Regions from separate parts of the Mus musculus genome. Here regions 2, 3, 4, 5, 6 and 7 are each linked to region 1. A link is a contact called in public Hi-C and promoter capture Hi-C data. All regions are on one chromosome and are shown on one strand. The core of a region is the stretch at or near the end of the contact, and the rest is flanking DNA. Distances in the headings are between cores, read along the strand shown. Region 1 holds the start of Fip1l1 (FIP1 like 1 (S. cerevisiae)). Region 2 holds the start of Exoc1 (exocyst complex component 1). Region 3 holds the start of Txk (TXK tyrosine kinase). Region 4 holds the start of Clock (circadian locomotor output cycles kaput). Region 5 holds the start of Tec (tec protein tyrosine kinase). Region 6 holds the start of Tmem165 (transmembrane protein 165). Region 7 holds the start of Slain2 (SLAIN motif family, member 2).

What was found. Promoter capture Hi-C pulls out the DNA fragments that hold promoters and counts their contacts. A called contact is a pair of places that touch in the nucleus more often than the background predicts. Capture Hi-C pulls out chosen DNA fragments and counts their contacts.
Region 2: a promoter capture Hi-C map of pre-B cells shows a contact between it and region 1, with 5 times the contacts expected there. The contact joins the promoter of Exoc1 here to the promoter of Fip1l1 in region 1. A contact is called at or near these places in 4 of 39 promoter capture datasets (the C10 cell line, liver and pre-B cells), 1 of 484 Hi-C or Micro-C datasets (B cells), 5 of 115 datasets of contacts at active chromatin or transcription factors (astrocytes, large pre-B cells, microglia and 2 more) and 2 of 9 other capture datasets (adipose tissue and liver).
Region 3: a contact with region 1 is called in a Hi-C map of CD8 T cells, with 6 times the contacts expected there. The contact joins the promoter of Txk here to the promoter of Fip1l1 in region 1. A contact is called at or near these places in 1 of 39 promoter capture datasets (pre-B cells) and 2 of 484 Hi-C or Micro-C datasets (CD4 T cells and CD8 T cells).
Region 4: a promoter capture Hi-C map of liver shows a contact between it and region 1, with 3 times the contacts expected there. The contact joins the promoter of Clock here to the promoter of Fip1l1 in region 1. A contact is called at or near these places in 3 of 39 promoter capture datasets (hippocampal neurons and liver), 1 of 484 Hi-C or Micro-C datasets (CD4 T cells), 2 of 115 datasets of contacts at active chromatin or transcription factors (astrocytes and thymic regulatory T cells) and 2 of 9 other capture datasets (adipose tissue and liver).
Region 5: a promoter capture Hi-C map of adipose tissue shows a contact between it and region 1, with 3 times the contacts expected there. The contact joins the promoter of Tec here to the promoter of Fip1l1 in region 1. A contact is called at or near these places in 1 of 39 promoter capture datasets (pre-B cells) and 1 of 9 other capture datasets (adipose tissue).
Region 6: a promoter capture Hi-C map of pre-B cells shows a contact between it and region 1, with 3 times the contacts expected there. The contact joins the promoter of Tmem165 here to the promoter of Fip1l1 in region 1. A contact is called at or near these places in 4 of 39 promoter capture datasets (the C10 cell line, hippocampal neurons, liver and 1 more), 1 of 484 Hi-C or Micro-C datasets (B cells), 3 of 115 datasets of contacts at active chromatin or transcription factors (astrocytes, epiblast stem cells and regulatory T cell precursor) and 2 of 9 other capture datasets (adipose tissue and liver).
Region 7: a promoter capture Hi-C map of pre-B cells shows a contact between it and region 1, with 2.4 times the contacts expected there. The contact joins the promoter of Slain2 here to the promoter of Fip1l1 in region 1. A contact is called at or near these places in 2 of 39 promoter capture datasets (liver and pre-B cells) and 1 of 115 datasets of contacts at active chromatin or transcription factors (double positive thymocytes).

Annotation. Positions count from the first base shown.
Region 1 is chr5:74,533,761-74,537,116 of GRCm38.p6, forward strand. It overlaps Fip1l1 (FIP1 like 1 (S. cerevisiae)), which reads left to right and starts at 1,731. Exons shown (of 18, transcript NM_001159573.2): 1 at 1,731-2,001; 2 at 3,041-3,085; 3 at 3,182-3,221. The coding sequence starts at 1,920.
Region 2 is chr5:76,527,718-76,531,073 of GRCm38.p6, forward strand. Exoc1 (exocyst complex component 1) reads left to right here and starts at 1,594. Exons shown (of 19, transcript NM_001289770.1): 1 at 1,594-1,745.
Region 3 is chr5:72,750,962-72,754,317 of GRCm38.p6, forward strand. Txk (TXK tyrosine kinase) reads right to left here and starts at 1,816. Exons shown (of 15, transcript NM_001122754.2): 1 at 1,718-1,816. The coding sequence starts at 1,733.
Region 4 is chr5:76,303,106-76,306,461 of GRCm38.p6, forward strand. It overlaps Clock (circadian locomotor output cycles kaput), which reads right to left and starts at 1,687. Exons shown (of 23, transcript NM_001289826.1): 1 at 1,550-1,687; 2 at 319-397. It overlaps Gm7467 (predicted gene 7467), which reads left to right and starts at 1,771. Exons shown (of 1, transcript NR_152171.1): 1 at 1,771-2,422.
Region 5 is chr5:72,866,649-72,870,004 of GRCm38.p6, forward strand. Tec (tec protein tyrosine kinase) reads right to left here and starts at 1,800. Exons shown (of 19, transcript NM_001113460.2): 1 at 1,746-1,800.
Region 6 is chr5:76,182,140-76,185,495 of GRCm38.p6, forward strand. Tmem165 (transmembrane protein 165) reads left to right here and starts at 1,741. Exons shown (of 6, transcript NM_011626.2): 1 at 1,741-2,213. The coding sequence starts at 2,007.
Region 7 is chr5:72,912,488-72,915,843 of GRCm38.p6, forward strand. It overlaps Slain2 (SLAIN motif family, member 2), which reads left to right and starts at 1,875. Exons shown (of 8, transcript NM_001113423.2): 1 at 1,875-2,526. The coding sequence starts at 2,138.

The DNA of each region.
Region 1 (3,356 bases), core at 481-2,980:
TTAGAGCTTTATGAGCTTCTCTGCTTTGTAGAAATCATTTTCAAAGCTTAGCTCAAGTGCTACCTCCACCACGCAGGCCTCCTACCGCATTCACCACCATTCATTAATCAACTCGTTGTTGATGTCTAAACTCTTTGTCTAGACAATGATTTGAAAGACAAACTCTTTTCCAGACTGGAAAGAAAAGCAATTCACTCTGCAAAAGACAATCAACTCTCTCATGAAACCACCCAATTTTACTTTAGATGCACTTAACAGTGAGAATGGAGCTAACCACGGTGTGGTGGTGGTAACTGCCCACGGTACTCTCAAGCAGATAGTATCAAAGGCCAAAAGGATATGGTGCACCATACAACAGATGGAAGTGAAAGTTAAACAAGACGAAGGCAGATTTGGCCTAGTGAAGATTCTGGGGAAAGTGGCTATGTAGTCAATAAGACTTGTGGTCTAAAAGAGAGTTTAGCTCTGCTCTACTCCCCTCACCCCAACCCTGCTCACCCCATCTGCATACTCAGTTTATCTACATTTGCCTTTCACTCTACTCCAAATGCAGTTGGGTGCCTGGAACTTCTCTGTCTCTGGGCCTTTTGCATGTTCCTAATCTCCTTGTCAAGTAGCCCCCATGCAGAAACCCACAGAGCTTACAGCCCTTCTCCATTAAGGGATCTACTTATTTTAATTAATTAATTAATTACCACGTGATATTAGATTATACCTCCCTTTTAATCACTTGGCCGTGGGTCTTTTTACAGCTACTATTATTTTTAAATCCTTATCAACATGATGTGTCTATCATCTTCCATTAGAATAAAGGCTTCATGAAAGAAAGGATTTTTTTTTTAACCGCCAATCTATATAGTCTTGAAGAGTTCCTAGTACTTGGGTAGACTTTCATACATATTTGTTGAATTCAGGGAAGATTTTTACGAGGAAATTGTACACAGAAGTTGAAACAATTTAAGAATTTCCTACAGGGGAACAGGGCATAGCAAACAAGAGTTCAAAACTAAGAAGAATTAAAACCCTCGTGATCTACTCAGGTAACGAGGAATCAAGTGATACAGATAAAGTCTAACGCTCGACCCTCCTCATCAATCACTAATTAAGAAAATGCCCTGCAGGTTTGTCTACAGCCCGATCTTATGGAGGTATTTTCACAACCAAGGTTCCCTCCACTCAGATGACCAGTTTAAGTAACTTAAATAAAACTTTCCGGCCACAGAGTCTCCCTGTATAGCCCAGGCTATCCTGGAACTCACTATGTAGACCAGGGTGACTTGTCTCTGCCTACCAAGTGCCACTATGCCCAATACTAATAATTTTTTAAACAAAGAGAACGCATCCTTTATATATTAAATTTTTCTTTTGTTGGTTGTTAAAATTTCGACGAATTGACAATTGTGGTTCAGTCAAACCCGTGCGGGATGCTGGCCTTCAGGATTTTAAAATAGACTAGTGGAGGGAGAAAGGCAACAGGGACAGAAAAGAACAATGGTGTAGCAAAGGGAACTGGGGAGTGGGAGGAAGGTTGGGGGAAGGGAACTTCAAAGAAGACCAGAAGCCCCAGAGAAAGCCACTCTTGAGAAGCTAAGCTAGAATCCTTGGGGTGGGGCGGGGAGGGGGAGGAGCCAATCGCGCGGCGCTTGCGCAATGAGAGGCCCAGGTGCCCGCCGCCGCGGAAGCGTAACCACCTAGAGACGCCGCGCCGCTTGGGTGCCTGCGGCGCATGCGCAGACGGATCGGTCGCTGACTCTTCAGGGTCGCCGCCTCCACCGAGGTTGGCCCCAGATTTGAGTCTCGCGCTCTTCGTTCGCTTACCGGCGGCTTCCCTCCCATTCTCGCGCCCTGGGACGGCGAGGCTGGAAAAAGGGGTTGAGAGAGCTGTTGGCCGCCGCCTTTAACTTGTGCGTGGGGCGGCCATGTCGGCCGGCGAGGTGGAGCGCCTGGTGGAGCTGAGCGGCGGGACCGGAGGGGATGAGGAGGAAGAGTGGCTGTATGGCGGTACGGAACTTCCTGTCTGTCTCCCCGGTTCTCTCTGGCCTTCCTCCCAGCGTTTCAGGCCCAGGCGTCCGAGGCCTCTCGTATTGGCCCTAACCGGCCTTGGTTAGGCCGAGTGCGGCCTGCTCCCGGCCTTCGCCCGGACCCGCAGGCACTCACCGCGCGGTGGACGCGGGCCAAGGAGGCCGGGCAGCCCTGCGTCGCCCTCCTCCGCACCGCCCGGGCCTCCTCGCTTCTGCGCTCTCTATTCATGCTCTTTATCGATTCTGAGCCGCTTTGGTGTCTCTCTTGCTCAGTGGCTATGGGGTGCCCCTCCTCGTCCCTTTCTTTCAGAAACCGTCATTCTGTAATAGCAGCTAAATAAAGTCAGTGCAATGAAACTAACGTCTTGTTTCTTGATGGTCAGTTTGTATGGGATGCACCTGCAAGGGTACCTCCTTGTCTGAAAGTCGTGCTTTAAAAGTATTAATTAAAAGAAACAGATGAAATACACTGTGGTCCATAAAGAAAACCCTGAATTGTGGCCTGTATTAAGGTGAAGTGTTTTGTTTTTGTTTTTATTTTTTGTTTTTTGCTTTTTAAAGAGCCCTGTATAGTCCACGTCATAGTTGTATCTCGTGACTCTTCCCATAGGCTTGTATTCGGTGTTTTGTGTTTGTGTCCCCAAATTTAATGCGTCATGTACTTTGTTTTTGTAGGGGACATGTCTGATGTCTGAGTTTTAACTTTAAGTCGTAATCCCCCTTGGCTGTTATACCAGATTTGAAAGTATTTTGTTCTTTCCTAGAGCATACATTCTTGACATAAATTTCATAGATTATATAAAAGTGAACGTTAGCGTCTTAAGCAGCCTTTTAGTAATGAAACTCCGATAAACTTGTAAAATTGATTATTTCTTTAGTGGAAAGACAGCATCGGTACTACCCTTAAAATGTGAAATGTGTGGGGTTTCTCTTAGCATGATGTGTAAATCCCCTTGTATTTCTTTCCATAAGAGATGTGTCTTGCTTATGAAGTGATCTAACTTTGGCTATGCTTGTAGGCCCGTGGGACGTGCATGTGCACAGTGACTTGGCAAAGGATCTAGGTTAGTGCTTGTGATCTTCCCTTCAGATTTCTATACTACTTGTTGCTTAAGCTTGGTTTCTTTATTTACTTTATTTTATTTTATTTTATTTGGTAGATGAGAATGAAGTTGAAAGGCCAGAAGAAGAAAATGCCAGGTTGGTGAACTCTCTCCTGTTGATGTCTTACACAGATTGCGATTCTAGCAAGTTGTCTACTGTTTGATCATAATCCTTGGCGAAATTGCATTTTGACCAAAGTTGAAGGACTGTTTCTACTTGTGGACCAATCCT
Region 2 (3,356 bases), core at 344-2,843, 2.0 Mb after region 1:
TTGTCAGCTAAGATGTCCAAGGCAAACATTCTGGAGCTCAGGAGGAAACACCAGGGAAGTCTATCCAAATATATAGAACTAGATCCTGTGAGAGTCATCTCAAGTAACCCCGACTAGAAGCTGATCATTGTAGCAACAAACATGTCCCTATTCATTATTTCTCCTAGGTCTCCCAAAATTTTATCTTAAGATAAACGGTGCAAATACTGTGCACAGCTCATCTGTCATATTCTTAAGAAATTCATGCCGAGCGGTGGTGGTGCACACCTTTAATCCCAGCACTTGGGAGGAAGAGGCAGGTGGATTTCTGAGTTCGAGGCCAGCTTGGTCTACAAAGTGAGCTCCAGGACAGCCAGGGCTACACAGAGAAACCCTGTCTCGAAAAACAAAACAACAACAACAACAAAAAATTCATCCTATGTGCCTAGTCCTGCAGTGACTTGATGTCACAGGGTGGGTTGGTATCCAAGAAGGTCTCCACCCCACCCCTTCTCAGAAGAGAAGGGAAGCAGAGAATGAGGGAGAGGCTGGGAAGGAGGGTGAGAATTGGAAGGAGGGGTAGGCTAAGATCCACATGCAAAGTAAATAAATAAATGGAAAAAAAACAGCAAAGAAAAAAAGAAGAAAGAAAACCATCCTGGTAGAGTATGTTATCCTAACTTCGCAATCACCTTTTCTAGTCCTACCTCATTGCGAACTCCTTCAGTATAAAAAAATTGAATGGCTTTTTTTAATTTTTATTTTTTAACCTGGAAATCAAAATTTGCAGCACTCAATCCCTGCCAGGGATGCGGCCTAAATGAATCACTTGTCTTATAGCTCGAACTCTCGGCATCATTTATGTTTCTCACACTGAAACAAGCAAGCATCACCTTTAAAACAAAGATTCTATTTCAGTATCTGATGTGAGGTGGCATGGGTGAAGTTTCTAAAAAAACACCCAAGAAGAAGGTCTGTGCAGTCAGGGTAGAGTATGAAGTGGGTAAATGACCAAAGCTGTTTATGGGAATTAAGTGTCCAGAACTTAAGGGTACTAGTGACATCTATCCCAGAGAATCTGACTTAACTCACTAAAGTTCTTCCAAGAATCTAGTTAGCAGGGTTTTACATATGCACAGGAGAGAACATTTAATGCGCTCTCAAATGAGTTGCTACAAATATTAGAATGGGTACGTCTACAAAAAGGAAACATCACCATTATCAACTCCTCAAATCAGCCTATGCTAACAGTTCTCAACATTCCTAATGCTGCAACCTTTTAATACCTTTCCTCATGTTGCAGTGGGTCCCAACTATTAAATTATTTAATTTCTACTTTAAAACTGTAATTTTGCTACTGTTATCAATTGTAATGCAAATATCTGATATATTGGATATCTGCTATATGACCACTATGAAGGAAGGGGTCGTTTGACCCGCAGGTTGAGAATCACTGGCCTATGTGCTTGCAAGCCCCGCCCCTGTCTTTTCCACGCCCACAGTCCGCCTCTGCCCCATCCATCAAAGCGCTGTTCCGCCTCCTCCAAGTCCATTGGCCAATCTGTTTTTCCTCTACTGTCTCCATTTCCGGCTCCACAGGGTCAACTTCCGGTGCAGAGAGACACGTGACCGGATACGGGAAGTGGCGGGTTCTGGCCGCTGCTTTTCCCTGTTCAATGAAAAGTGCTTCAAAGCTGCTATTGCTGCCGGCGCCCTTCCTGAGTCCGTCTTGGAGCACCAACCTCGGCCGGCCGGCTGGCCTCGCGGTAAGCTTCCGGCCGGGGACCTGCGGTCTTGGAGGTGGTAGCCTAAGTGGAGGCAGTGTTGCATCCGCGCCGGGTCGGCCACTCCCCAGTGACCCGGCCCACCCACCCTGCTCCACTTCGGGGCTGCAGAACCCGGGCTGCGTCCTTCCTTAGCCGGTGCTGTCCGGGGCTCTGGGAAAAGGCGGAGCCGGGAGGCAGCCAAGTCTCTGTCCACAGTTCCGCCCATCCGGGACAGATTTCATTTTTGTCCTACTAGCGTGGCCTGGAAGAGAAAGACGTGACCTGGGCTTCTGCTGGTCCGAATCAATATAACATGTCCTTATAAATCTTCTAAGTGCATTGCCCAGCCTCTGAACAGTTTTTTTTTCTGGATGACATGTCTCCGAGTTGAGATGTCACTGCAGTACATGGGCCCAACCCACTAAGGCACTAGCATGGACACACAGTGTAACGATGGCCCTATTAAGCTGAAGGAAGTATGTATGTACACAATGAACCGAGGTTAGCTGCCTCTGTAACGGGCAGCCTTGAGGTTTTAGAAGGCGAAGATCTAAAGAGAACCCAGAATATGGGCGTGGTTTTTAGACCTGGGAAATAGTTGTGAAGGCCACTATTAATAATACTGGCATAATGTAAAGTTCAGTATAAACACTGGAGAATTCATCTCTAGATCCAAAGAAGACTGACTATCACAATGCTACGTCAACCCGTTCATGTCTTAAAGATTCTCCATTATACCCCAGAGTGCTGCCTGGCACTTAGTGAATAGCAATATTTATATTAGCAATATAATATAGCAATATAGTAGCAATGCTTATGTCTAATTCCTTCATGAGTTATGACCAGCCCTCTGCTGTTTTTACCGTTTACCATGTACTATGGTGAATATTGGCCATTGCTAATGGTTCTTTTGGCCAGCTTTTACTATTGCAATCAAGCAGGTTACGCCAAGAGCTTGTTAGTGAGTACCCAACACACAAACCTGTGATAGAGCACCCCTCCTCCTCCTACTACTCAAGAGATGGCTGTGGAGATCTAGGAGATGACACTCATGTCCCCATTAGATAGCAAGCATTTGCCTCGTAAATACAGTAAGGGCTCTATACATTTACATGAAAAGAGCCGTGTGGATTGAGACTTTCATTGAGTCAACTAAATACAAATGGAGAAATGTAGGTTTGAATAAGGAAAAGATAGTGGTATGCCCTGCATGGGAAAGTGCTTAAGCAAAGAAAGAACAGAGTGTTCTGAGTGCAAGGCATGTCTTGAGAAAGCTGGGTTGCTGTTGACCAGGTGTGTGGTAGAATGAGAACTGCTTTAAAGTTATTTACTAGTTTTTCAGGGAACTTGTAGAAGCCTAAAGAAAAAAGAAAGAGATAACGGGTGCTATTACTTAAAGGCAGTAAGTCTTGGTGGCTGTGTTGGCAGCAAGTTGTGGGGGAGAGGGATAGGATATGTAGATGAAGAAGTTACAGGATATGCTCACAGATTTCACGTTGGCATGGAGGAAGCAATCAATTACAGTAGAGTTTGAATCTGGGTATTCTCTTACAGATGCGAAAGTTGGAAAGAGGTAACTCTGAGGGAGCGATCCCTGGTCTGTTATTGAGT
Region 3 (3,356 bases), core at 566-3,065, 1.8 Mb before region 1:
TGTATATATATGAAACATTTTTATATGGTTTTTCTTTCCACAAACAATAGATTAAAAGCATTCAAGAAGAGGTGAAAGGGAGAAATTTCTAATCCTTAGCTGCTGTACTGGGATCTTGCCATCTAAGTAAATGTCTGAGTTTGCTCTCACGGTAACTTAGCTGCCAAACACACTGGCAATTCCAACACTTCACAAATGTAACCTCACTGGAGGAGTGTCTTGGACCCTGTTCAGAGGCCACCATCATTCCTTTATGATCAAAACCCCACTCTATACAACTACCTCCTCTTCCCTTCCAGCAGCCTGTGACTCCAGGTCACCATGGCAGCCCCTTGAACAGTCAATGTGTTTGGCGCATACAAATAAGCATCCTTAAGTTTAAAACACCCTGGAGGGCACTTGGTGGTGCCTTGTCAATGGCGAATACTCATTATTTCACGCAGAAGAAAATGGAGTGGTTTAGCTATGGCTCATGGCAGAAGGACACAGACAGACAGACAGACAGACAGACACTGGATGGTACAGGGACATTGCATTAAAACCATTCCTCCCCCCCCAGGCCACGGGGAAATCTAAGACCCCATAGATAAGTAGTCTCCCACTTCATCCCTAGACAGCCTCTGCATCTACTTGCCTTACACGTAGCTGAGCCTTTCCTGTCATAACACATGGCCTTCCTTCCCCTGGTTCTGATCTCATGAGAAACAATCAAAGCCTTTAAAAGTCCATATTCTGCATCTGCTCAACATTATTCTGCCCTTGGGGAGGTGGGGACTCGTGACAATTCTTTGTATCTTTTTCTGTCTTGAGCTGCTTGGCCTATTTCTGATAACAAGAAACCTTTTTGTTGCTGTTGCTGTTGTTGTTGTTATTGTCTTGTTTTGTTCTTAGTGAATCAAACTGTAAATCATATTCAGGAAGGCACAACAAAAATAGCATTTGATTATTTTTATAAATCCTACCAATGTCTGGAGGTCCTAATAACGTGCTGTGGCTTAAAGAGATATGTAAAATTCGGTCAGTTTTTTCCTACTGCCAGCTAAAAATAAATCAGAATTCTGGCCTAATCTAGAATGACTAAGTTCTACTGATGTTTGATTCCCAGGGCATCTAGAATTAAAATCAGAGATCGTCTTTTTTTTTTCCTTTCCTAAACCCCTATACATAATTAGCCTCTCTTGAGTCTTAACTGTGGAGTGCTTCCAAAAATCGTCTTGAAGTCTTTCAAAGCAACTCTCAGATTAGTTGATGTGCTTGCCAGCTTTGCCCACTGTTTACTTGTGACGGCTATAGGAGGAGGCAGAAAGGGAGCGCTCACACTGTAGACTTGTTCATCCAACCGAGGTGCCAATGGGAACCTGTCAAAGCTGAGGCTAAACCAGAAAAGTCTGATCTCTTCACCCTCAACTCTGAGTTCATTATCATTCAAAAAACAAACATATCCCATCACACTGACCGAATTTCCACACATGCTAAGTACACAACTTTTTTTTTTTTTGCTATTGTCATCTGTATTCTCAATTCTCAAGTATATAATTTTATCAAGAGGCAGTGGACATTTAACTAAGCCACAAAATCCTGTCACTACATCTGAAGAAATCATCTTTAGGATTTCACAAATTCCTTGTTTTAGCAAAACCCACTCCTAGGGGTCACCAGTAGGCAACACACCCATAAACACGCTGTGACATTAAATGGTAAAGCCCATCTTACTCACAAGAGGACAGGATCATGGCGACCCTGCTTGCTGGCCATACACAGAAGCCTTGGTTCTTCAGCTCTGTTCCACTCACGGTAACACATCTTTCAACTGAAAGCATAGTTGTTGGCCTGTGACGTTTCTCACAGGCAAAGTTTACCCCACCTAATTTCCTGTTCTGAAAACCTCAAGAGTGTGTGAATGACAACCCAGTGGCCTACATAAGAAACTTCAGAGCTCTGTATCCAGATCTGAAGTGTTAGCACTTCCTTATACCTACGCTGTGGGTGTGTCTAGAAAACACTTTGAAGAAATCACAGAATTTCGGTAAAAGGGGCCTTCATAGTAGTCAACTTAAACTGTCTTCCCTGTGCTGATACTGGAATAAAGGACCATACAAGAAGAAATTTTACTTACTGGAGGGCTCATAGTGGTACAGGGAAAATCGACTTCTAGGATCATGAATATCCAAACTAGGATGTTTGGCCCTCTGATTTAGGACTGACTCTAAAGACTTGGTTTGGGATTAGGGGAGAATCTAAAGATCTGTTTTAAAAACTGGCTGAAGCTAGGTGTGGTGGCAAAAGTCTTTAATCCCAGCACTCTGGGAGGCAGAGGCGAGTGAGTTCAAGGCCAGCCTGGTCTACATAGAGTTCCAGGACAGCCAGGGTTACATAGAGAAACCTTGACAGACAGAGAGAAAGACAGAGACAGAGAGACAGACAGAGATACAGACAGAGACAGGAGAGGCAGAGAGACAGACAGACAGACAGACAGAGACAGAGAGACAGAAAGACAGGGACAGAGAAAAGAAAAGATTTAGCCTCAGCTTTGACAGGTTCCCATTGGCACCTCGGTTGGATGAACAAGTCTACAGCGTGAGCGCTCCCTTTCATTTGTTCTGTTTTCCCATAGGAAGCATTTGTATGGGCTATGGAAATGGCTCAGTGAGCAAAGTGTTTGACACTGAAGTATAAGGACCCAAGTTCAGAGCCAGAAAAGTTACATAATTGACAAGAGAGCACGGTCTCCCACCAGTAAACCAAGTGCTTGGGAGATGGAGACAAGAGATCCTGAGGGCAAACTGGCTAGCTAGACCAGCCAAATCAGCCAGCTCTGAGTTCAATGAGAGATTCTACCTCACTACACAAGGTGGAAAGCAATCGAAGAAAACACACAGCATCAACTCTAGCCCCCATATGCACACAGGCACATATGCACACATACACACATGTATCCTGCCCCCTGAGACCTACATGTGATAAGAAAGAGTATTTCAAATTGTTCACACAGGAACTCAACCTTCTTGTAACTTTCCTGAGCACACCCTGGTTCCTTTCACAGCTCATCCAGATAAAAGGAGAAGATAGGTGGGGCCTATCTTAGCAATAATAGTAAGGCATGCCTGCATATCACCAGCTGCTTGAAGGAGTTGATTAAAAAGTGTGTATGGTTTTGTGATGTGGGGAGTTGGAAGGAATATGGCACATTATGATGAGAATATTTCATTTTTTTATCCATTATAAAAGGAATGAGCTTAGCCTTCGGCCCAACCTTCAATATGGCGGCACAGACTCTTAACCAAATCGGTGGTTCTCCATGGTCAGAGGGAAGTCAGCAGCCAGCTCCAGTCTGTGTGCTCACCACATGCTCCAGG
Region 4 (3,356 bases), core at 437-2,936, 1.8 Mb after region 1:
GCACAAATATGGACATATAGATTATATATAGTTACACATACAACAGGACACAATTCAGCTTTCTTTCACTATATGACAATTTTTTGTGTCCTTTTTTTCACAGGTGATCCTGCCAGTTCTTCAAGCTAACCTAGGCACATGTTTCTTTCTCCTAAGATTTTAAAACAAACCAGATTTCAAGTGTTCTGTGGGACTCAGAGACAGTCACGAATTAAGTTACAGCCTATTCATTTTTTTTCAATCAGATATGAATGGGGATGGTCTGTAATTTTCTCTAGTCGCTTTTAAAACTACAACAATGCAATCAAGGGAAATTACCTTGCTGGTGATTTTGGGAATCGTTGCCCTAGTCCAATCAACAACGCCTGTAAAAGTTTCTTCTTGTGCTTTTCTTTCACTGCAATAGAAAACACCAGAGTCTGTTGTTTTTAAAGCATCTAGAAAGGCTTCATGCAGTGTGTGGTTCGGCATTGCAATATCAAAACACCACGGCCTGATCTGTCATCTGTCAGGTCAGAGGCCAAAGCTCTTCCTTCATCTTTCAGGATTCTGCTGACTACCTCGGACTTCCACAGCGGCAGAAAACACCCCACAAAGATACAAACTTCGTGGCGCTACTCCCGGTACCGGGACAGCCAGGACCACATCCAGGACGGCCAGCCCCACAGGCAGAGCGCGGCCCGGCGCGGCGCACGCGACTCGAGTCGGACACCCGGGGCCCAGAGCAGCCCGCGGCCCGAGCCCCGGAACCAGGACCATTAACGGAACCAGCCCTGGGCGGCGGCGGCCGCCGCTCGGACTGCGGATCCCGGCGCGCGCCGGCCGCCGCGAGGGCGGGGGCTCCGCGGAGGAGCTGGCCGCCCCAGCGCCCCATTGGGCGCCGCTCCAAACGTGCCCGAGTGGTGACAGGAATAAAGTGGGTCACAAGGCCTAGCGGGTCCCGGGCGCGAGCGCTCTCGGCGGCCGACTCGGCCTGCCCCGCGCTAACCCCGCGCCCAGTCTCAAGCGCGACGCGGCCCCGGAACCCCCGGGGCCCGCGGGACCCACCGCGCCCCCCTGCCCTGCAGGTAACCCCCAGCGGCCCCGGGACACTTGGCGCAGGCCCGGCTGAGCGCGACTCTCCAGAGCTCCGCGCTCTCCGCGTCCCCGGACCCCGGCCGCAGCTCCTGCCTCCCGGCCTGGCCCGCACCCCCTTGGCGCCCCGCGCCCTGTTCCCTGCCCCGGTCCCACACACTGCCCCCCGCGCCCTCCCGCGTCCTCACCGTGCCTGAGGCTCCGGCTTCCTCCCTCCCCCGCCCGGGACTCTGCCCGCGGCGGCTCGCGACAGCCGAGCGGCGACAGCCGGGACACGCCACGGCTCCGGGAGCCGGCAGCACCAGGGGCGGCGAGTGCGCGCCCCCGACCCACCCCTCAAAATTCACCGCTACCGCCGCGCTCCTCCCCCTCCCGGCCTTCCCCTCCTCCACGGAACCCGGGAGCACGCATGCGCCACCCAGGCCAGCCGCCCGCCGCGCGCCGGGCCGAGGCCCACCCGGTGGGGCGCACTCACCGGGAGCGCGTGCGCGGCGGCGGCCAGATTTCCTTCGCGCTCTCGCCGTCCGGGGTTTCCTCTCTCCAGCCGGTAGCCGCCAGCCGAGTCCGTGATTGCGCTGCCTCCCGGCGCATGCGTCGTGGGCGCGGGGCTCCGCGGCCGGCCAGGCTCTGCACTCGCCCCTCCCCTCGCGGCCGCCTTCCCTCAGCGCGCCGGGCGCGCATGCGACTTTCCCCGTTAGGCAGCCCCGAAGCCGCGCCTGGGGATCCCGGGCACCCGAGGAAATCCCACTCTTGCAGGCCGGCGTGAGCTCGTTCCACGGCCGCCGAGGGAAGCCGGGATGCCCCGAGGCCCCCTTCCCTTCGCAGGCCGGGAGGCGGGGCCTAGCGGAGGGTGCGGCCGCCCGCAGCGCCCTGGGCGGCTCGCGGTTCCCCGGGATGCGGCGCTCCCAACCAGTGGGAGCCGCCGCCTGGAATGGTGCCTCTGTCCCCGGGAAAGCAGAGAGCTTGGCCTACGCCAAGTTAGACTTCTCCAGCCCAGTGCTCGGTTTCCTCTCCTGGAGGTTCGTGGGATGCCTGGGACTCGGTTTCCCGGCTCCTAGAGACACGCTAGGCTGGCTGCTCCCCGAGATGGACCTGGACGACCCAAGTGACCTCGGCTGTAGCCAGGGAAGCAAAAGGTCGGGATGTGTTTGCTCCTTTTATGAAAAGGCAGGAGGCACTGCAAAAGATGAGCATGGCGCTACGGATGAACCAGGACCCTAGTTTACACTGGTTTCTTAGCTACTGCACCCGAATTACTGGGAAAGAAGCTAATTCATAGCAATTTCTTTTAAAAATCAACTCGTACAGCAAACAGAAGGCAATAAATAAACCTATACTCTTTAGCTCCAAAAATCCTGTCTACAAGGTAATGTTTGTCTCAATAAGAATTAAGTTCTTGGTGTATATTCAGGAAAGAAAAAAAAAAAAAACCAACTTCAAAACTAGGAATTAGCTGCGATCCCCCCCCCCCCCCCCCAGCAATGTGAACTAGGAGGAGAATCCTCAAATTCCTGGCTACGTAGCCAGAACCCTGCCAGGAGAATCTTTCCTTGGCAGTCTTTGTACCGTTTCGCCATCGAAAGGCACAGTTTCTGCTGTCCTAATCCATCTGCTGCTCGCTTAGGTTCACGTCCTTTGAACCCACCCATTCTCCACTCTGTCCTTGTGGTCCAGGCAGGACACTGTGGAGGAGGAAACCTTGGGTTCTCTGTCTCAGGCTGGCAATTACTGCCAAGAAGATTGTTTCCCAGTGAACCTGATACTGAAAGAAAATAATCTTTTCTTGTGTGACTAATGAAAGAGCAGGCACCACGAAGGGAAAAACCAGAAAACAGATTAAAACATGGTGATATAGCCTAGATGCATGAGCGCTGAAATCGATGTGGGCTAGATTCCTTTGGAAAGTTCAGTTAAAGTAATCAATAAACTCGTGAATGTGTTTGTTTTATTGCTTAAAACCAATAAGAGCTTTTCTGCCATCTACAAGTTAGTGTCTTGATCACTGGTAGTAAAAAAGGGGCAGGAGGTAAGGGTACTGAGGCTGGTAAATAGGTTGCAGCCAAATGAATTTGAATGCTTTCCCTGGGTCAAATGTTTTGGCTTTATTCATTCTCTTTTTCTATTATAGTTCCTCTAGTGTGTGTATACACACTATATACATATATAATATATATACATATATATATATATATATATATCAAAATGACCTTTGCCCCCTTTAATGGTTTCATTGTCCTCTTAGTCACCTGTGACTCCTCCCTCGCTCACATTCTCTGTTTAAT
Region 5 (3,356 bases), core at 550-3,049, 1.7 Mb before region 1:
CTTCACCTGCTGCTCACTGGACGAGAGCAGAGCTTCTACGGGCTCTGAACAGGGACAAAGTCCACAGACACTTACTGAGAATCCACAGGGGAGCCATCAGCAAGCTGAGTATCAACAAATGATCTTCCCCAGATGGGAGTGGAGGGAGTGGGGGGGGGGTGAAGTAAATGCCAAAATCTAGTAGGATGGGTGCAGGGAAGGAAGAGAGGCACCAACCAGGGCAGCCTGGAGAACCTGTAGGAAGAGGTGTGGTTAGAGGCCCTGGGTGCGGGGCGGGGAGGGGGGGGAGCGAGGGGGGGGATAGGGGGAGGCCAGGCATTCTTCAAGAACACAAATGTGCCAGTAATTGTCCACAGTATCTCCATCCTCCTTTAAGGATCAGCTGTAGGGAGAGAGGTTACACATAGCCCCAGCCCTGTCTGTAAACAAGACCACCTTGTTGTAAGGGAATCAAGAAAACAGTGTGGCAATGCTAAACCTTGCATTCCCACCCTAGATTCTTTCCAATCTAGAAAGAGAGGGAAACTCTAGGCCAAAGATCCATGTAGGGCAAAGGTATCGCCTACTAGAGCGCTTCACTGATTTGCATGTGTTTACAATACCTGTCCCCACACAATTCCACAAACCCGAAGGCACACACCCTTGTGGGAAGAACGAGGGTGATTTACATAGGCACCCTACAGAAAGCACCCCTGAGCTGGCAAGGAGAGGAATAGTGATCGGATTCATAAGTGTATGGCGAAAAGATAGGTCTGTCTTAAACAATGAAAATGTAACTGGACGACATGGATGTTTTCAAATACTTAATGTGTAAGTTTAGCCACAGCTCCCCCCAACCCCCGCCTCGCGGAAAAAAATCAAGCTCTTCCTTATTTTGAGTCTATAGACCACAGAGCTACAGTGTCGATCACTCAGCTATTAAATCCCAAATCTTACTTAGGAGACTCGATGCTTCCTCCTACCGCGCCTCGGCTCTGTAAAAGAATTATATAGACGGGAATAGGTTGTCAGAGTTTCCTTAGAGGAAAATGGGAACTCACTGGAAAAATGTAAAACCTCTGCTTAAAGCATGCAACTATTCTGTCTGGATAGGCTCCAAACCCACTTAACCAAGCCAGCCACCCAGTTGTCCCAATTTAACACTGCGATCAACTCTTCTAACCAAATATTCCACTTTCCAAAGATAAGCCCGAATGGGACCTGGTACACAGAAACATATTCGCCAACGACAGGAAAAAGTTAAGAAATGTCAGATCCAGGGGAAATTGCACAGTCTCGGGACAAGGTCCACGTAGTTTTTCCCACTTTGATTCTTCGAGTCCCTGTTTATCAAGATCCAGATACCACTTTCCAGAAGAGAAAAATAGCTAAAGAAGTACGTGCACCTGCTCGGGCACAAGCAACTGTGGACTGTCTTCCTGGATTCGAACTTTACCGCGGGACAAGCAGAAAGAAGAAAGGCCCCCTGCCGCTCAACTGGGAAAGGAACTCAATCGCGAGTCCTCTCGGCTCAGATACCAAGTCCAAAAGGGCTCAGATCTGCAGCCACCGGGGAAGGCGCGGCCATCAGGGGAGCGCACCTGTCCCTTCTTCCTGGCCCAAGGGGGACGGGCCTCTGACCTGACGCAGAGAGTCCGCTCTCACCTCCGTGAGAAGGGTAGAAAAATCCTCCCTAATCCCACTAAGGTCAGTCTCCCGCAGGTGGAGGCCAACTCCGTGAGCGCCGAGAGTCCCTTGGTTCTTACCTTGACGGAGCGCGTGCCGAGACAAGCCAAGACAGAGCGACGTCCAAACTGCGGAGCCCGGAGCTCGGCAAGCGCTGACCAAACCCATCGGCCACGCCCACCGCCCGGCTCCTCCCTGGCCCCGCCCCCTCGCCGCGCCGCCTCTGCCCTCCGCTGCCCACAGCGCCAGTGTCCCACCTTCCTTCCGCGATTTCAAAGCCAAAGGGAAGAATCGGAGCTCGCGGTCCTGCGGCCGAAGTTCCAGGGAGCGTCTCTTATCCAGACAGACGCGGCGTGGGGTCTCTCTAAGTCCGGACTTCCCATCCTAAGAGAACCGTCCAGAAAAATGCTCCTTCGTCCCCGGCTCGGAGAGCCGGTAGCAATAGCACTTGTGGGTGGCTAAGAACCGACCTCCACTTCCGCTTAGCCCCTCGCGGGCGAAACCGGATGATGCTGTGCTCTGGGGTGATAGAAGAATGGGTGGCTTGACTGACAAGCCTGAAGCATCAGAGCCTAGCATAGGGTCACCCACTTACATTATTACTGTTGATACACTAATAATGAAAACAACCTTCAAGTTATTCACTTTAAATACTGTAAAATTCTTAGACTCCAGGAAAGAACGTGCCGTTTGTCACCTAGCTAGCTAGCTAACTGAGAAGCTGTCCTGGAAAGGCTGGGGCTGTAGATCAGTGGTACAATGTTTGCTTAACATGCACAAGGCCCTGGGTTTGATTCCCTACTTTCAAGTCTAAGTTGTCTTTGATGGTAGTCTTGAGTCTTAGCCACTGTTATCTGATCTCATCCATCCTGTACTGTCAGACAGGCATGGTGGCCCACATATTTTATTCCAGCTGAGAGGGCAAAGGCAAGCCCATTTCTAAGCATTTAAGGCCAGTCTGGTAAACATAGTGGTTTCCAGGCCAGCCAGGGCAGGGATATGAGGACCTCTCAGAAGGAGAGAGACACAGGATAGGACTGTAATGTTCATAATAGTCCATGGGAATAAAAGACTGAGTTCGCCTTTGGGATGGAGAGAGAAATTAATTTGTAAAATGCTTGCTATGCCGAAGGTTGATCAGGTAGAGCCCATGTTTTTAAAAAAAAAAAAAAAGGAAAGAAAGAAAGAAAGAAAGAAAAAGGGAAGAGAAAGAAAGGAAGGAAGGAAGCTGTTTTTCACCTGTACTCCAGAGCTGGAGGCAGAACCAAGCATAGCTTGGCCAGTCAATCTAGCCCAACTGGCCAGCTCCGGGTTCCATGAAAGACTTTATCTCAAATAATATGGAAGAGAGCAATTGAGAAAGACACTTAGCCTCTGACCTCCACAGTGGAGCCTTTACATAGGGAGAAAACCAATATACCGGTAAGCAAAGAAACCATTTCACAGGTGAGAAATGTCTTGGCTGAAATAAACTGGGGTAATGAAAGAGAGATTGATGAGGAAGGAGGACTTCTCAAAGGAGGACTCTGTGGAGCTGAGGTTGAACAGTGAATCAGGCAGCCAACCTGAAGACGACGCTCGCGATCACGTGTGCAGTCACGTGTGCAGTAAGACTCCTCCCCGACACGGCTCAGGACTTAAAAGCAGTGCCTCCCTGTGCTATTTCTCCTGTGATCATCTTAATGACCCGA
Region 6 (3,356 bases), core at 491-2,990, 1.6 Mb after region 1:
TCTAAAGTCACTCCTGGGCACTTCAAAACACACAATTAAAAAGAAATTTAACCTATTTTTTTTCCTTTTGGTTTTGTTTGATTTTTTTCTTTTTCAAAGAGAGCTTGTCACTATTCAAGACTAGAAGGATAAAGGTTCCGAGTCCTCGAGGTCTAAGTTAAAGCTAGCTCTAGCTTTGATTTGGAGCCAAGCACAGCCTCAGGAGATGGAGCCCTGTGTGGAACACAAAGAGTTACTCACTTTGGAATCTGATGCCTGGAGTTCACTTGGCAGAGCCCCAGTGAGGCCAGGGAGGTGGGCAACATGGAGGCGCTGCGAAAACCACACTCTCTTCAGACTCTGCTCCTGTAACACTGCCATGCCAGCTCCCTTCTGGGGACAGAGCTTTAGAGCCCCATTGCCTAACATCTTCTGTTGAACAGATTTCCTGTCTTGCTCCAGAGCCACTGGAACATTGCAATCAGCATCTCAGTCTCCTGCAGCTGTAGCCCTTGAGCCATTTGCTTTTTCTTTGCTTTATGTGGGGTAACTAGAATTTAGCCAGGAGGCCTTTCTCTGAGATGATCATAGACTAGAGAACGCCAGGAAAAAAAATAATAAACCTGGTCCCTAGCAGAACTCAAGGATCCGTGACACCTAACTCTTCTGCCTCCATCTACTGGGCTGCTTCTTTTATTCTCTCCACTTGACACTCCTATCTCCTCTGCAGGCCCTTTTGAGCAAGGCAAATCTTTGCAGAAAAAGGAGGTGGCTGAAGGAGTCTAGACTTCTGATCCCTGTCATGTTGTATTCTGAGGGCTCAGGACATTTACACTCCAGGAATGAACTTGGAGGTACAACAACTGCACCCCAAACTATGTGTAGGAAGCATCTTGGTTATCTCACAATACTGGGAGCATAAATAAGCTATAGCTTGAAGGGTTCTGTAAGGAGCAATGCTGAGTAGGCTAAGGAGAGGTTGCAAGAATGGCTTGTGAAACAGGAGTAGGATTTAGATTAGTGCCTGGCACATGGTTAGCAATTTGTGGTGTGTGTGTGTGTGTGTGTGTGTGTGTGTGCGCGCGCGCGTACGGTATCTCAGCTTTTCTTTAGAAAAAAAAAAAAAAATCCAGCCCTAGTCTAACGCCTAACTAACCATTCTTTCCTGTCTTCTACTTTTGCCTACTCAAGGCCTCCATCCCACAGAAACCCTAACCACTCAACTCCAAACCTTTTCAGGATATCCTATTTCAGGATAAGGCATCCTGAGCCAGGGCAGTGATGACTTTTGGTCTGCGGCTATTCAACAATGTTTTAAAATCAAGCTTGGACGTTCTCATCTTTTACTTCCGAATCTTACTTCAGAACCTTCAAAAAACCCCAGCATATGGACCCCCAAAGAACATTCTGTGTAGGCGGTCCAGGGACGTGGTGAGGGTGGGTGGATCGTAACTTAAAGGTGTGGCAGTTCCTGCCACGTAGGTAGCGGGGCTGGGACTCACTTGACATTTAATAGAAGTGGAGGTGGCGGCGGCTTAGGCCTTAAAGACCTAAGGCTCTTGAGGAAGTACTGGTAGGAGCCTGGCAGCCTGACCTCTCCAGGGCCAATAAGGGGGTCTCTGGTGGGACCCGAGAGGACGCAGGGAGAGTCCATCAAGCAGCTCCAGCTACCTGGCCCGGCGCGCCGGGTCCAATAGGACCAGTGAGCGAGCCGCACCTCAACCTGCCGGAAACGTCACGACGCCGGGCTGACGTCGGGCCAATGGGAGGTCGTGTTGGCCAGGGGGCGGGCCGGAGGAGTTGGGCCGCGGAGGCAGTTGGAGGAGTGTGTGGCTTCTGCTGCCCAGCTGCTCCGGAGCTCCCGCCGCCGGTCCGTCCCGGTCCGGTCCCCGCGTCCCGCGTGCTGCAGGGCTGCCCCCTGAGCGGCAGCCAGGCCTGACGGAGGCGCCTGCCGGCACGCCGGGCTCGACGCTTCCCTTCGCCTGCACTTCTTCCTGCCGCAGCGCGGTGCCGGCTGGGCGGGCGGGATGGCGGCCGCGGCCCGGGGGAGCGGCCGGGCGCCGACGCGAAGGCTGCTCGTGCTCTTGCTGCTTCAGTTGCTCTGGGCCCCGGCCGGGGTCCGCGCCGGCCCGGAGGAAGACCTGAGCCATCGGAACCAGGAGCCGCCGGCGCCCGCCCAGCAGCTGCAGCCGCAGCCCGCGGCGGTGCAGGGCCTCGAGCCGGCCCGGGCCGAGGTGAGAGCCCGGGCTGGTGGGGATGGGGCGGGCTGAGGCCGCGGAGCCCGCAGTCGGGTACCAGGCTCCCGCGCTGGCGGCGCCGCCCTCTTTCCGAAGAGGCTGGGGGAGGGGAGCCGGCCCCTGCTCCGCTCGCTGGGAGGAGGGTGACAAGACGGCTTTCTTAGGCGCGGCCTGGCCTGGCCTGGCTGCTTGGGGGAAGGGAAAGTGAGGGCCCCAACCGGGGCTCCCCAGAGGTCCTCTAGATCCCTGGTACCGACAGGCTTGCTCTGGATTCTGCCTTCTGCTGATCACATGGGCCATACTGAAAAGACTGGAAATCATCATCCCAAGTAGAAAGTTTTTAGTACAGAGCCGCTGGGAGACTTGTCTCTCTCGAAGTAGCATCACATTGTTGGAAGTATCAGCCATTGTTGAAGCAACCCAACCAGAGATGCTCACCCGAATTCAGCTCGGCACACCCTGTGGTTCTTGCCAGATACAGTGTCTAGAGATTATGCGTTGCCACCCTCCCTTAAAAAAAAAAAAAAAACAAAAAAACGTGTTTTGGCATGAAGGAAGTTGCCCTTGAATGCAGAGACTTGTGCCCAAAGGTAGAGCGCTCTATAGTGAGGGATTCCAAAACTCCATTTATAGGTAAACTAGAGCCTCATAAGTTTCTTTAACCATTACCAGATAGATAGAAATTAACCTTTTAATCTATGTTCGTAGAATTTCTCCTTTCTATGTTACTTTCCTCTGAGTTGGACTCTCTATTTCCAATTTTGACTCCTACATTCTGGAGTTTTTTTAGTCTCTTAGTAGGGTCCATTTTGGCATTCCCTTTCCTACTTCTGTCTTTATCTGCCCTCCAAGAGAATGGCTGTCCTGACTTGAGTACAGATCAGGGTGACCGCAGGATAGATATTCATTTTCCCATCACCATGCCGTTCCAGCTAAACCCCAGGTCTTTTAGGGACCCACCACTGCCTCGCTGTGTTCTAAACCAGTGGCTTCCAGAACTGAAACCTGACCTCTGCTCACTGCCATTTTCCCCTGAGCAAAGACCTTAGAACAGAATCCAGGCATGGGGCCTGTGGTTCAGGACCCTTCCCATCTTCAAGAGCCAGCAGAACCTTCCGGAGCCCTTCCCAGGATGCCCTG
Region 7 (3,356 bases), core at 625-3,124, 1.6 Mb before region 1:
GAGTTGGACTCCATGTCATAAGCTGATAATGTAAATGTATTACTGCGATGTGTGATTTCATCTTGGTGGTGATTCCTTCAGCAATGAGATCAGATATGTCAGGCAGTGTCATAACATTTAATGTGCATCACACAGATAATGCATTTTGTTTTACAAAGGCATCCTGTTAATGGGTCTGTATAGCTAGGGACATAGTTATACTTGACAGCAAACTGTAGCACCCTCAAAGAATTTAATTTTGGTGTCTGTCTGGGGGTTGGGCTATCAAAACATATCTTCCGTTTAATTTCAGCACAACAGGCACTGACTGTGCACTTTGTCAGCCTCATAAGCAAGGAAAATGGAATGATTCCTTTTAATCAGCTGTACAGATCAAGCCAAAGACTTGCTAGGAAAAAATGTAATTAAAAATTACAAATATCTGTAGCCAACTATTGAGGTGATGTCAGCACAAAGACAGTAACTCCTTCAGGGGTTTTTCCAAAGAGGCATCAAACATGGTAGGTAGGGTAGTCGAAGCAGGGAAAATACAGCATGGAAAGGCAGGAGGGTTAAGTCTTATGTGAGTCCACACCCGGGTGTAATAAGACTGGTTCGGGTGTAATAAGACTGGTTCGAGGGTGGAGGAGGCAATTGGAGTCAACTGCAAACATCAGCCAAAAATTTGAGAGACCAGGCACGGTTGGCTGCTTACCGTATAAGTAAACCAAGCAGCTCACAACTGACAACTGTGGAAGAGTGAGCCAACATGACAGAAAAAAAGCGTTTAAGTTTTGTTTGCAGTCGCTTCCACCAGTACGCATTATAAACAGATGCCACCGAGGGCAGAATTTTACATTTACCACCCCTCAACATTCTCTATTGCCTGTCAACGGGTTGCTTGAATACTTTTCATGTACAAGTTAAAAAAAAAAATTCAAGGAGCATATGCCTTTAATCCCAGCTTTTGAAAAAAAGGCAGAGGATGAGTTTTTCGAGGTCAGCCTGGTCTACAGAGCGTGTCTCAGGACAGCCAGGAATACACAGAGAAACCTTGCCTCAAAAAACCCAAAAAGTCAAGACATACTATTAAAAAGTCTTTTGGGGGCGAAGGGAGAACCCAAGGAATACAATGCACATTAATTACTACCGTTGAAAGATTAGTACAGAAGTGTTTTCCATCATCCTCTTGTCTCTGGACCTGTAAACCTTAAGCCAACGAAACAAAACAACCCCTGCCCACGTGTTTTAAACGGATGAAATAATGCCTTTAAAAGTGCTTAGCGCAGTGTCTGGCTTATAGGAACCACTCAACAAATTACGGTTATCATTTTGACTTCCGAGCTCTGAACCATTCGGGATTCGGGTTCTCATTTTCAGGGGATGGAACGGACGAGCCACAGATGGTCTCTGGGGCTGCTGCCAGCTCCGACAGTCTCCGGTTTCAAGCAGGAACCAACTCAGTATTGCCAAACAAACCAAGGGAACGGTCCATGCGACCAGGCGGGGCCGTCCGACCGCGAGTCTCCGCACAGACGCCTAGGGCGGGGCTGAACCCGAGCCCGAGCCCGAGTCGGAGCCGGAGCCAGAGTCCGGTTCTGGGTCTCACACCCGCCCGCGATGAGCTTTGGGGAGGGTAGGCGGCCAGGGCAAAACTCCAGCGATAGCTTAGCCCAGCCCGGCCGGGCCCTGCCCACCTTTGCCGGCGCCCACCACACCCCTTCCGGCCGGGGCCCCGCCCCAAACAATGACCACGCCCCTCCGGGCCCTGTCCCGTTTCAGGCCCCGCCTCCAGCCCCGCCCCACCGCGAGCCGGGCGCTTAGTTCTTTCAGCCCGCGGGCGGCCACGTCCTCCCCCGACGCTCTGAGGTCACCGACCGGGCTGGCCGGCAGGGGGCGGAGGGACGGAGGGAAGATGGCTGCCGAGGCCGGATATTGGCGCCGCCTCCCCCAGTCGCGGAGCCGGCGCAGATGAGGCGGTTCGGCTGGGGCCAGCGGCGCTTCGCAACCCGAGCCGGGGAGACCCTGGCGGTGGGGCCTGGCCCTGCTCTATGCCGGCGCCTCGGCTAGCGTGAGCGGTGGCGGTAACGCCTCTCTTTCCCCCCGACCCCGCGCTTCCCCTGCGGCTTGGGGAGTCGGAGCGGGCGGCGCGGCCGGCATGGAGGACGTTAACTCCAATGTGAACGCGGACCAGGAGGTGCGGAAGCTGCAGGAGCTGGTGAAGAAGCTGGAGAAGCAGAACGAGCAGCTGAGGAGCCGCTCGGGAGCCGTGCAGGGTGCAGGCCTCCTCGGGCCCGGCAGCCCAGCTCGGGTCGGCGTGTCCACCCCTTCGTCGGGCGCGGCGTCCCCTCGGGGCTTCCCGCTGGGCCTGGGCGCCAAGGCCAGCGGCGGGGCGGGCTCCGGCCCGCGACGGACCAGCAGCGAGGACCTGCGGGACGCCACCTCCTTGCTGGCGGCCGGCGAGGGAGGCTTGCTGGACGAGGTAGAGCCGCTGCGGCCCGACGAGCTGGAGCGCTTGTCAGGCTGGGAGGAGGAAGAGGAGAGCTGGTGAGCGCGGGGCGCTGGGCCCGGTGGGCCTGCGGGGCGGAGGGGTGTCCCTGGGGGAAAGCAGGGTGGGCTCGGCTTGTGGTGGGGACGCTGGCTTTTGCCTGTTTCTGCTGCGGGCGGGCAGGTCCGCTGGAGTTGGGGGGTTTCGAGGCGTGCCTTGGAAACGGGTTTGTAGCTAGTTCTCTGGGTCGTGGAACCTCTGGGTGCAGGACCCAACTGGACCCAGATGGGATCTGTGGCTTGGCACAGTCCCCCGTGGGCCCGCACGCTCAGAGCACTCAGAGGGTACCAAGCTGCTTCGTAGGAAGGGATCCTGCTTTGTGTGAAAGACGGGCTTTCGGATGGTGGTCTGAGCGGTTTGGATTGTAGGGAGGGGTCTGCTTCAAGAGGTAACAACCAGGTGCGGGGACATAGAGAGTAGCTACTAGCAGGCAGTGCTTTGGACCGGAGTGAGATGGGGATGTTTGTGGGGAGGCCGGGTGGACGTCACTCCCCTTTGGGTAGTGGGGGGAGTAAAGCTTTGCTTTGTGTGAGGAGGGCAGTGGAGAGGGATGGGGCTGCTTTGTGTGAAGTCGGTGGTGGATCGGGGAACCCTGAATTTTATATTGGAAAACAAGAATTGCATACGACATAATTTCGGAGCCGTGAAGCAATAGTTAGTTATCCAAGCTGACTATCATTTCCGTGCCTGCCATCCTGGAGGCAGAGAAAGGGTCCTAGTTAAAAATCTAGACCAAAGCCGGAGTTATCACGAGGCACCTCTTGACGAGCTGAGGTGACCCCACACCTTAAAGTCACACTTTTCGGTAGGCCATGAGAAGCTTTCCCTC